2 separate regions of the Sus scrofa genome follow, and region 1 is linked to region 2. The links are chromatin contacts, called in public Hi-C maps. All regions are on one chromosome and are shown on one strand. The core of a region is the stretch at or near the end of the contact, and the rest is flanking DNA. Distances in the headings are between cores, read along the strand shown.

Evidence for each region. A called contact is a pair of places that touch in the nucleus more often than the background predicts.
Region 1: a Hi-C map of liver shows a contact between it and region 2, with 1.6 times the contacts expected there. The contact joins two enhancer-like sites. A contact is called at or near these places in 1 of 5 promoter capture datasets (liver), 26 of 47 Hi-C or Micro-C datasets (alveolar macrophages, brain, embryonic fibroblasts and 14 more) and 1 of 2 datasets of contacts at active chromatin or transcription factors (skeletal muscle).

Annotation. Positions count from the first base shown.
Region 1 is chr14:43,160,834-43,166,404 of Sscrofa11.1, forward strand. The region is part of intron 8 of KIAA1671; the gene reads left to right. Among named protein-coding and RNA genes, the nearest start is that of CRYBB3, 27 kb to the right of the region's middle. Within about 2 kb of position 2,393, at least 4 of the 83 cell types and tissues checked have an H3K27ac peak or open chromatin away from gene starts, as enhancers often do. A contact at or near this core is called in liver, where this site is marked.
Region 2 is chr14:43,103,711-43,109,036 of Sscrofa11.1, forward strand. The region is part of intron 8 of KIAA1671; the gene reads left to right. Among named protein-coding and RNA genes, the nearest start is that of CRYBB3, 85 kb to the right of the region's middle. Within about 2 kb of position 2,366, at least 1 of the 83 cell types and tissues checked has an H3K27ac peak or open chromatin away from gene starts, as enhancers often do. A contact at or near this core is called in liver, where this site is marked.

The sequences.
Region 1 (5,571 bases), core at 1,143-3,642, 57 kb after region 2:
GCTCAAGCTGCCACCTGAGGTGACACGGTGGGCTCCCAGGAACTCATCAACTGCCTAACACTTCCTAGCTGGGACCTGGGTCCACAGGGAAGGGATCCCGCATGGCTTTTGCTGGCAGCATCGGGAGGGCGTCCTGAGGGCTGGGTCCTGCCCTGTCCGCATCCGTGTCCTTCCAGCCTGCCTGCCTTACCTGTTCTCCCTTCTTTCCTTTTCCTTTTCTTTTTTCCATTCTTCCCCTCCTCCCCCTTGTTTTCTCCCCCCCCACGCCCCGCTTCCTTCCGACTTAGTGAGCACTTACTCTAGGCCAGATACACACATCCGCATCCAGTGGTGATAAGTCACAGTTCCACCCTCCTGCAGGTCATGTGTCCTGGGAGGGACAGGTGTCCAAGGAATTACACAAGTGCTTAGAGCCGCCCGCCAAGGCCAGGGCTCAGAGGAACAGGACAAGAACCTAGTCGTGGGCAGGGAAGCTGCTCTGAGGGGCTGACACTCTGCGGTGTGAAGGAGGGGCCCTCAGCCAGTCAGCTGAGTCAGCTGGGCTCAGCCCTGTGCTGTGAAGGCTAAGCTGCCCAGGGTGTTTGGGCATCAGCGTGGCGGTGGCAGAGGGGAGGGGGCACCGAACATCTGGGCCGTGCAGTGGGACAGACAGTGCTCTTTAGAGCCTGGAGTCAGGGATACAGGGCAGTTGGGAGACACAGCAGGGGCCTCGGCCTGTCCTTGGCCTGCCGCCCCCTCCTCCTCCCCTGCCTGGGCCTGAGTCCCTACTGATGACTGGGGATGCTCTGTGTGACCCGGCACAGGCCAGGGAGTCAGGACATCTGGATTCTAGGCCTGGCCGGGCCTCTCTCCCACTCCCTGGCCCTCAGTTTTCCCAGCTGTAGAATAGTCACTGGAGGCCCAGCAAAGCTCTCTACGTCACACCAGTGCCTGGAGAATGCAGGAGTTTGGGGGAGCACTTTGGGGCTTGGGTATCAAGCACACCTGGGTTCCAATCCCAGCTCCACCACTTTCTAACTCTGTGACCTTAGGCGTGTCAGGTCCCTTCTCTGGACCTCAGTCTCCTCCCCTAAGAAGTGGGTCCATGGTGACTCCAACCACACAGGATTGTTTGGGAGCTTTAGATGGCACAGTGAATAGCCATAATGATCATCAGAGCTTACAGAGTATTAATTCTCAAAATTCCTGTTACTCTTTAAAAAAGTTTATTAAAGTGTAGCTGATATACAATATTGTGTTAGTTTCAGGTATACAGCACAGGGATTCATATAAAATCTCTATATATATATTTCTTTTCAGATTCTTTTCCCTTAAAGGTTATCACAAAATATTGGGTATCATTCCCTGTGTAGGTCCTAGGTACTGATTGTTTATCTATTTTATATTATATATATATTAATCCCAATCTCCTAATTTATCCCTCCCCACCATCCTTTCCCCTTTGATAACCATAAATTTGTTCTCTGTATCTATGAGTCTCTTTCTGTGTGCATAAGTTCATTTGGATCATTTTTTTAGATTCCACATATAAACGATATATGATATTTATCTTTGTCTTACTTCACTTAGTATGATCATCTCTAGGTTTATCCATGTTGCTGCAAATGGCATTATTTCATTTTTTTACAGCTGAGTAGTGTTCCGTTGTATATATGTACCATATCTTCTTTATCCACTCCTCTGTCGATGGACATTTAAGTTACTTCCATGTCTTGGCTCTTGTAAACAGTGTTGCAAAGAACATTGAGATGCATGGATCTTTTCAAACTCTGGTTCTCTCTGAATATTTGCCCAGGAGTAGGATTGCAGGATCATATAGTAGTTCTATTTTTTGTTTTTAAAGGATCCTCCATACTGTTCCCTATAGTGGCTGCATTAACTTACATTCCCACCAACAGTGTAGGAGGGTTCCCTTTTCTCCACACCCTCTCTAGCAGATTTGTTATTTGTAGGCTTTTTGATGATAACCGTTCTGACCAGTGTGAGGTGGTACCTCATTATAGACTGGAGTTGCATTTCTCTAATAATTAGTTATATTGAGCACCTTTTCATGTGTCTTTTGGCCATCTGTATGTCTTCTTTAGAGAAGTGTCTATTGAGATCTTCTACCCATTTTTTGACTGCGTTGATTTTTTTGATATTGATTTGAGTTGTTTGTATACTTTGGAGAGTGATATCTTGTAGGTTGCATCATTTGCAAATATTTTCTCCCACTCTGTAAGTTGTTACTGTTACTATTATTGCTTAGTCATTTTTCAGGTCCCACCTGGGCACAAGGCAAGGAGGTACCACCAGGCCCCAGGGGCACTGAGTCAGAGCCAGTGTCACCCATGCCAGCCCAGGGCCCCATGACCACAGAGCTCCCTGCACAGCTGAGAGAATCCAGTTGCAGAGGGGGGAGGGGACGCCCTTCTTGAATTGCTCAGAATTGCCCAGTCAGCTATGGGCCACCCAGCGCCATCCTGACTCAGGCTTCTTTTCCTAGGCAGATGTGTCAGACACCCTAAAATATATGCAGGCATAATATTTTTTCTTTTCCCCACCCCCTCCCTAATGACATGGCCTTTTCTGGTAAGGAGCTCCCACCAACTCAGTGCAAAAAATTTGATTTTTGGAAACATATTCTTTCAACAAATATTTATTCAACAAGTACTACAAGCCTTGCATGGTTCTAAGGGATGAGGTTCAGCAGTGCATGAAACAGCCCCCATTTTCAGGCAGCCAACAGTCTAAAGTGTATATAGATCAGGGGTCAGCCAACCACCCAAGGGCCAAGTCCAGCCAGACGCCTGTTTTGTAAATAAAGTTTTATTGGTACACAGACATTGTCTGAGCTGCTTACATGGTAATGACAGCAAAGCGGAAGTTAAGGCAGAGACGCCACAAAGCCCCAAATATTTATTGTCTGGCTCTTTACAGAAAAAGTTTTGCCGAGCTCTGATAGAGACAAACAAGTGAAGATCCCCCTTCTGGTTCATTCTTAATTCATGATGTGTGTGCTCTGGGATAGTATTGGAGGAATGATTTAATTAGTTGTATTTAATTTTATCATCTAAGGATATTGGGATATAAAATCACAAGTGTGGATCACTAAATAAAATCACCATCATTAGTAGAAAGACATCCCGTTTCCTCACCGTAGACATGACACTGGTAATAGTTTTCTGTGGGAACGTCCAGACATTTCCTTTGCTGATTCTCACATGCATTTACCCATTTGTTTTTAGAAAGCTGGCATCACAACACACATGATGTTTTCCTACCTTTTTTTTTTTTTTTTAACGTTTGATAGTATAAGGCAGACGTCTTTCTGTGACAGGAAATATTCTTTCTGAACATCATTTTCCTTGCTTGTTTTTATTCCATCGTGTGGATATTATCATATTGCATCCCACCAATCCCCATCTTCTTAGATATTTAGGACAAGTCCGGTATTGTGAAATGCTATTTCTAATATTTTGCAATACTTGCTCTCCTGTGGGGAGGTGTCCGTGTTTGTAGATGTTGGTGAGCATGTCTAATGATTTTCTTGAGATAAACTTCTGGAACTAAAATTGCTGAGTTGAGGGTATGCACGTTTTAATTTCAGAACTTGCGTTGCTGCTCGTTTAAACACAGCCCTCAGAGGCATCTGTTAGGCTGGTCTCCCCAGCCTATGCATTACAAAGCTGTCCATTATGGGTCCCAGGCTGAGGTAGTCCTATTTGCCTGCAAGACCAGGGCCAGAATTTTCACTCGCCACCAGCTTGGGGCTCGGTGAGCTAGTCTGAGCAAGAGGTTTTTAAATCCGCCAAGTTCGCGAGATGTTTTAAGAGTGTTTTAATGTGCATTTCCTCATCTGAGCCTCATGAATGTCCTGGAAAAGGTGGGAGGAGGGGGCCAGAAGGAGCCCAGAAACCCGGGCTCCAGGCCCTCCCAGCTCTGCCTCTCACTCACCATGGATAGTCCCTGCCTCTGAGCCACAGTTTATTGTCTGAAAAGGGCCAACTGAATGGACTTGTGGGTCCTTGGAGATCTAAAAGTTAAGATGTGATGATTAGACAGGTAACAAGGACCTACTGTATAGCACAGGAAACTTTACTCAATACCATGCAATAACCTACACGGGAAAAGAATTAAAAAAGGTATGGATGTATGTATATGCATATGCATAGCTGATTTACTTTGCTGTGTGTGAAATTAACACAGCTTTGTAAATCAACTATATTCCCAGAAAATCAAAAGAAAAAAAAAGATATGATGACCTCATGTAACAAATGATGGCAGAAATTTGGATGGTGGATGGTTGATATCCGTCAGGGGGTAGGTGTAAAAAAAGACCTGCCTGTGACCCAGCTGGGGACTAATTTGGACACATGTGTTCCTCGTATAACAAACTCTTGTCTTTATCCATCATGCATTTTCAGACCACCTTGTAGGTATCTATTCGCCTGTAGACAGTGAGGGCTTTTATCACAGTCTGTGAGCCAAAACTGATTTGGAAGGACATAAACCCCACCTTAAAGCCAATTTAAAAACCTGACTTTCATCGCTGCCCACATTCTCCACCAAAACAAAACAAACAAACAAACAAACAAAACCCCTGACTTTCGGGAAGTTTTTAGAGGAGTTTTGGGCCCTTTTTGTGGTTATTCTTGAAGCCTAGTAGCCCTGGGAGTGAAGATCAAGCCTTGCTGACTTGAAGTGCCACCAGGGTCTGCCACATGGGGCAGCCCTAAAATGTTTAATTTAAACAAAATTTAAATTGGCTAGCAGCTGTCATTGGACAGCACAGATAGAGAGACTTGAGGTCCTGGTGTGGAGGAGCTGGGAGGCTCCTGAACCAGCCTTGGGAGAAGGGGAGTTCGGGGAAGCCTTCCTGAAGGGAGAGGCAGAAAAGCTGAAATCTGAATGACAGCTAGGAGGTGATGGCTGTGCCAGCAGGTCTGAAGGTGAGGGAGAGCTGATGGAGGAATGAGAGGGGAGGAAAGCTGGTGGAGCAGCCAGTGGGAGGGACCAGGAGGGACTGGATGGCAGGGGGCAGGGGGTGATGGGGAAAGAGCCCCACTAATGAAGGTCCCACAAGCCATCTTTACAGTGTTTGAACTTGACCCTGAGGGACAGGGAGAACTACTGAAGGGCTTTGAGCAGGGACCCTGTGGGCTGAGATTTGGTTTTGGAAAGTGTTACTAGGAAGAGAATAAATGGGAGGTGGGGGTGAGGGCCAGAGGTGAGGGAGGCAGGGAGACCTCCTGAGCTGGACAGATCAGATGAAATGTTCCTGACAGAGACTTTGAAGGACTCCGGGGCTGATCCAACATGGGAGTGAGGGTGACGGAGGAGTGAGGGGTGCTGCCCTCCAGGGTCCTGGGTCTAGGATCAGACAGTGGAGGGAGAAGACCTCCATCCCTGCCTGTGGGGGTCCCAGATCCCTGAGCAGCACAAACCTCAAAACTCCGCAGAAGGGCCCACAAGCAGGAATGCTGGAAACCAGTGTATTTCTGCTAAGCACCATCTACCCTGCCCCCTGTCCCCCAGCGCCAGCTGAAGGAGGTCAGGACACAGTCCCCTGCCTCCTGCCCTGATTCCATC
Region 2 (5,326 bases), core at 1,116-3,615:
AGGTTCTCAGAGGGCGGGCCCCACAGTCTGCACCTCCCAGGAGGGGTGCTGCCCACATTAATGGGTACACGGGTGATGGTGCTATACCTGGAATGTCCCCACACACTGGAGGGGAGATTAGGTCCATTTTTAGAGGGAGGAACTTTAACATAACTGATGTCCAAATTAAAAATAAATAGTTTATTTTATTTTATTTTTTGCTTTTTTAGGGCCGCACCCATGGCATATGGAGGTTCCCGGGCTAGGGGTCGAATCAGAGCTGTAGCTGCTGGCCCACACCACAGCCACAGCAACGTGGAATCTGAGCCACGTCTGCGATCTACACCACAGCTCACTGCAATACCAGATCCTCAGCACACTGAGTGAACCTTCGTCCTCATGGATTCTATTCAGGTTTGCTTATACTGCGCCACGATGGGAACTCCAGTAGTGTATTTTTTTTTAATTGAAAAAGTAATACACAGACACAGTAAACATTTCCACCAGTGCAAAATAGCACTCTAAAGAAAAATTCATCTCCCCACCACTTCCAACCTGCAGTTGCCTCCTTAGAAACTGGTGACAGTTTCATGCATCTCTTTTCAGAAGTATTCTCTGCATACATAAGACTATCTGTGCATGTATCTGTATTTTCCATATATATATATACACACACACACACACACATTTTTTTTTAGCACCAGTCAGACCTTGTTATACATAGTGTTCTATGCCCTGATTTTTCCTTTACTCAAATAATGAGATTTTTTCCCTGTTAGCACAGCAGGTCTGTCTCATTCTCTTGATGGCTTTATATTTTTCCTTCTATTGCATTTATTGAACCAGGCCCCTCTCGATGGACATGTAGGTCATTTCCAGTTTTGTGCACTATAAACGGCACCGCAGTGAACATCCTGTGCAAACATCTTTGTGCCCTTGTGTGTTGCATCTTCAGGGGAAATGCCTAGCCATCGACTCACCGGGTCATTTGAAGGTTGAATAGGTTTTCCGGGTAGGCTGGGGCTAGCAGGGGTGGGAGAGAGGGTGAAGCGGAGATGTTTCAGGTATGAAGACAGCATGAGTGCATATAGGAGCTGGAAGCTGAGAGCACGCTGGCCTGCCTCAAACACACATGAGGTCTGGGTTCCAGCTTGATGTTCAAGTGCCACATCATCTGCTGGGGTTTCACTCCAGCTCTGAGAATCTTGGGTTGCGGTGGCAGCTAACAAGGGTCTGACACCACACCAGGCACTTTTTCTGTCTTCTCACTGGGTTCACGTAGCACCTCCATCAAGTGGTATTTTTACCACCATTTTATCAAGGCTCAGAGAGGTGCAGTGACTTGCCCAGGGTCACATAGCCAATGCGTGATGGATCTACGTGATCCTGTACATCAGTCCTTTCACTCTACCATATTGCTCCCTTCTCTTCCTTGCTGAGAAGGCTCTTTCATTAGATGTCTAGCCTTTTGGACCATGGGCTTCAAGAGGACAGCAGTCTTCATCTCTCTTTCCCCCCCGCTTTATCCACTGGACTCCAGCACAGGGCCTGGCACAGAATATGCATTCAATGAATGTTTGCTGGATGACCAAGTGAACTAGTGAAGGCTAACATGCTGGGTCCATTCTAGTATTTTGTTTGCTTTTTATTTATGATGATGGTGATCTGGTTCTTCCTCTCAGGAATACTCACGTTTTAGATGAAATGAAACATCTTTCTTTGCAAACCAGTTTATCTCACAGGAATCTGACATTTTGCATTTTTTCCTCTGGGAGCCAAACAAGGAAGTCTCTTCTATAGAATGTCACAGTGAAAGAAATCTGAACATTTCCTTTTAGAAATTTCTGCGTAAAAAGTTAAAGCGAGATGGAACTGTACTTGAAGATTTTGGTTGCCATGGCTACCGGGTAACATAGCGAATCGTGTCCTTACACACGGTCTCCACTAGACCTTCAACTGCCGTATCTGGGTTACAGCATTTTGGCTTCTAAGTGTGTTTTATGCAGGGAGGCTTTGAGGAGAGATTCCCTCTGCTGAGTCTCTGCTGGCCGAAGTGCTTTAAACAGAGAGAGGTTTTTGAGCCTCTCCGGGGCCCCCGTCCATCAGGCTTCAACTCCATCGCCACCCTGTGGGCGCTGGGATTTGCCACCTCCACTTTAGAGATTAGCGCACTGAGCCCCGGAGAGTTTGTATGGTGCACTTGTGTGCTCATTCGCCCTCTAATGTATTTGTTCATTCAGTTGTTCATATGTTTATTCACTCAACAACTATTTATCCAGCCCCTTCTCTGTGTCAGACCCTGGCCCAGGCCCTGAGCATCAGTGAGAGATAAGAAAAGCACAGTCCCTGCCCCCACAGAGTGTGTGCCAGCGGGAGGGACAGATAATCTATGCCAACAGTAAATCCTGATCAATGCGTGGAGGCAGAGAACAGGGTGATGTGGCAGAGGGAGGCTGGGAGGAAGTGTGGCTAGAAGGCCCCCAAGCGGCCATGGCTTTTGAGCAGAGATCCGAAAGAAGGAGCCCACCCCCCCATAGAGATCTGGAGGAAGAGTATTTCAGGCAGTGGGAACAGCATATGCAAAGGCCCTGAGACAGGAACTAACTTGGAAGGGTTGAGGCCTATAGTGGGGTCAGTATGGCTGGCCTGGTATTGAGCAAGGAGGTGGGGAGACACAAGGGGGGCCTTGAGGGCCAGGGCAGAACGTTTGGGGTTTACCGTGGTCACCGTGGAGAGCTGAGGGAGCGTGTTCAGGAGGCTGACATGAGGGAATGGAGTGGGTGGACTAGGGAGGTGGGAGGTGAAGTGGGGAGGCCAGAAGGCCACAGGGGCTGGGATCTGGTGCTGAGGCAGGAAGGGGAGCCCGGGGGAAGTGAGCTGGTTCAGGCTGTAGTTCAGGAGGGGAGGGGGCAGGGAAGAAGAGGTACTGAGGAAGGTTTCCAGATTTCTGGCCATGACAGCAGGGAGGGTGGTGGTGATTTTTGCTGCAGCAGAGAAGATTGTGAGGGAAGGAGATTTGGGGGCCAAGGATCAAGAGTTCCGTCCTTGTGTATGACATCTGAGATGCTATCAGATCTCTGAGCAGAGAGGAAGCGGGATTGAAGGAGGTTTCTGTCTGGCTTTGTTGAGTGATGTTGAGGCTTTCCCCAGGGGGCGCGGGACTGGCCTAGGAGAGTGGGGGCATGGGTGCTGCAGGGGGCAGAGGGCCCATCAGCTGCAGGGGTGAGACCTTGGAGTTGGTGAGAGGAGCGTAAGAGGAGGGGCTTGCCTGGGCTGTGAGTGAGTGAGGCCCCTTCTTCCTCACCAGCCGGAGGGAGGCAGGCAGCCCCCAGGGACAGGAGAGGGTGGGCTCCCTCTCCTCTGAGGGCTTTCATTTCTTTTACAAGGTGAGAGGGTCTTGTAGGTTAGTGGAGAGAATTGATGATATGGAAGCAGGCAGGTACCTGGGTTCAAATCCACCCATTTAACCACCAGCAAGTTGCTGAGCACTAACGATGGAGCCCTTGCTACATGCTCAGCGCTCCCCAGGCCATGTCTCACTCAATCCTCACAAAAGCCCTCCAAAGAAGTCATCCTTACTATCCCCACTTACAGATAGGTGGGGAGACTGAGGATCAGAGAGGTTCAGCATCTTGCCCGAAGTCACACAGCTCATTAGTGGAGGTGCCAGATTTTGATGCTGTACAGCCTAGGAACCAAGTCTGAAACCCAGATTTCACATCTTTTCAGAGGAAAAGAGACCTTACAGTGGTATTGGCAGAGCATCAGTGACATAAAAGATATGGCGGCACCTGCCATGTTCTAATGCTGTGCTCAGCCCCCGGCAGGTGCGTGAGGGCCACCCCACCCCCGATCTGTTTCTGTTCATCTGTCTCCAGTAAGTGCCCCTCTCTGCTGGCATCTCATGGCTGCATGGCATCTTCGATTGCTTTGAGAAGTCCTTCTGCCAAGGGATCTCATTAAGTCCATTTTGAAATGAGAACACTTGGCAAGGGGAAGGGAAGGTAGTTATCATAGTTATTATTAAAATCCAAAATAACTTGTTTGGTAAGAATGGAGCAGCACCAGGATATTGCCTGACACTCCACCCTCCCCCCCGCCCCCAACACGCACACGCTCAGTGTCCCCACATCCTTCCACTTTGGGCAGGGACCCTGGCTGGCAGGAACCTTGTCCACCCCTGCCTCACCCCCAATAGTCCCCCTTCTGGACACCCCAGGACCCTGATGGGAGCTTTTGCATCTGAATATGTAGTTACAACCTCAATCTCCCATTTTTGAGCAAAGCAAACGCTCAACTCAGCCCTTCTTGAGAAAGAATTTCTGCTGTCAAAACAACTGGGACATTTTCTGTTGCTCCAGTGAGACCAGGGGTGGAGCTGGTTGAACAGGAACAGAAACGTCCCCTGTTGAGAAGCAGGGGTGGGCAGATTTGGCCAGCGCTCTGAGCCTTCCAGAGGGGCCTGGTGCTGGCTCATGCAGACCCTTGGGATGGTTTGGTGGCATATACGAGTGGCATAGACCAGAAGGGCTCTCACAGATGGTCAGAGGCATCCTCTCCTTGTTGGCTGGGAGGACAGAGGCCCGGTAGCCCCTGGACCTAGCCAAGACCACGCGGCAGGTTAGTGGTGGGGCTGGGCCAGCCTGGGCCTCCTGCGCCAACCCAGAGGCGGGTGGTGAAAGGTGAAAGTGAGCAGAACACCTGCTGGTCGCTCATCTTAGTGGCGGCCGATGCAGCATGACCCCTGGGACCTTCCTGCAGCAGCCTCTTCCCCTTTCTGGAAGGACAGGGAGGTAGGCTTGAGGCTCAGGACAGTGTTGGAAATTATGTTGCGTGTCTTAAGAAAGGTGACTGTGAAGATAGACTCTTAAGCTGCCTTGTCCGGTGACGCATCCTGCATTCTAACTATGACTGTGTCTGCATCCTGGGTGTCTGGAACCACTGGGAATCCAGCCTGCCTTCCGCTGTCTCCCTTCCCTCCACTTCCAGATCCTTACTGAGCTCCGACTCTGTGCCTGGCCTTCCGCACATTCATCCAGCAGCTACTTATGGAGGGTTCAGGGCCTGGGGATACCTTGACAAATAAGACAGACAGCTCTGAGCCTGGGGTTGCTCGAGACTTTGATCAGGGCTCACTCCAGAATATTGTATGAAAGATCGTCTGCCTACAAGCCAGGCAGAGCCGGGTTCCAGGCCCAGCTCTGCTGCTTCCCAGATGCGTGACCTTGGGCTTGACACTGAATGCCTCTGAGCCTCAGATTCCCCCTCTGTAAAACAGCACAGGAATTGCCCAGCTCATCCTGTGGTTTTGGAGATTCTCAGGGAACCGGTATGTGGGGTTCTTAGA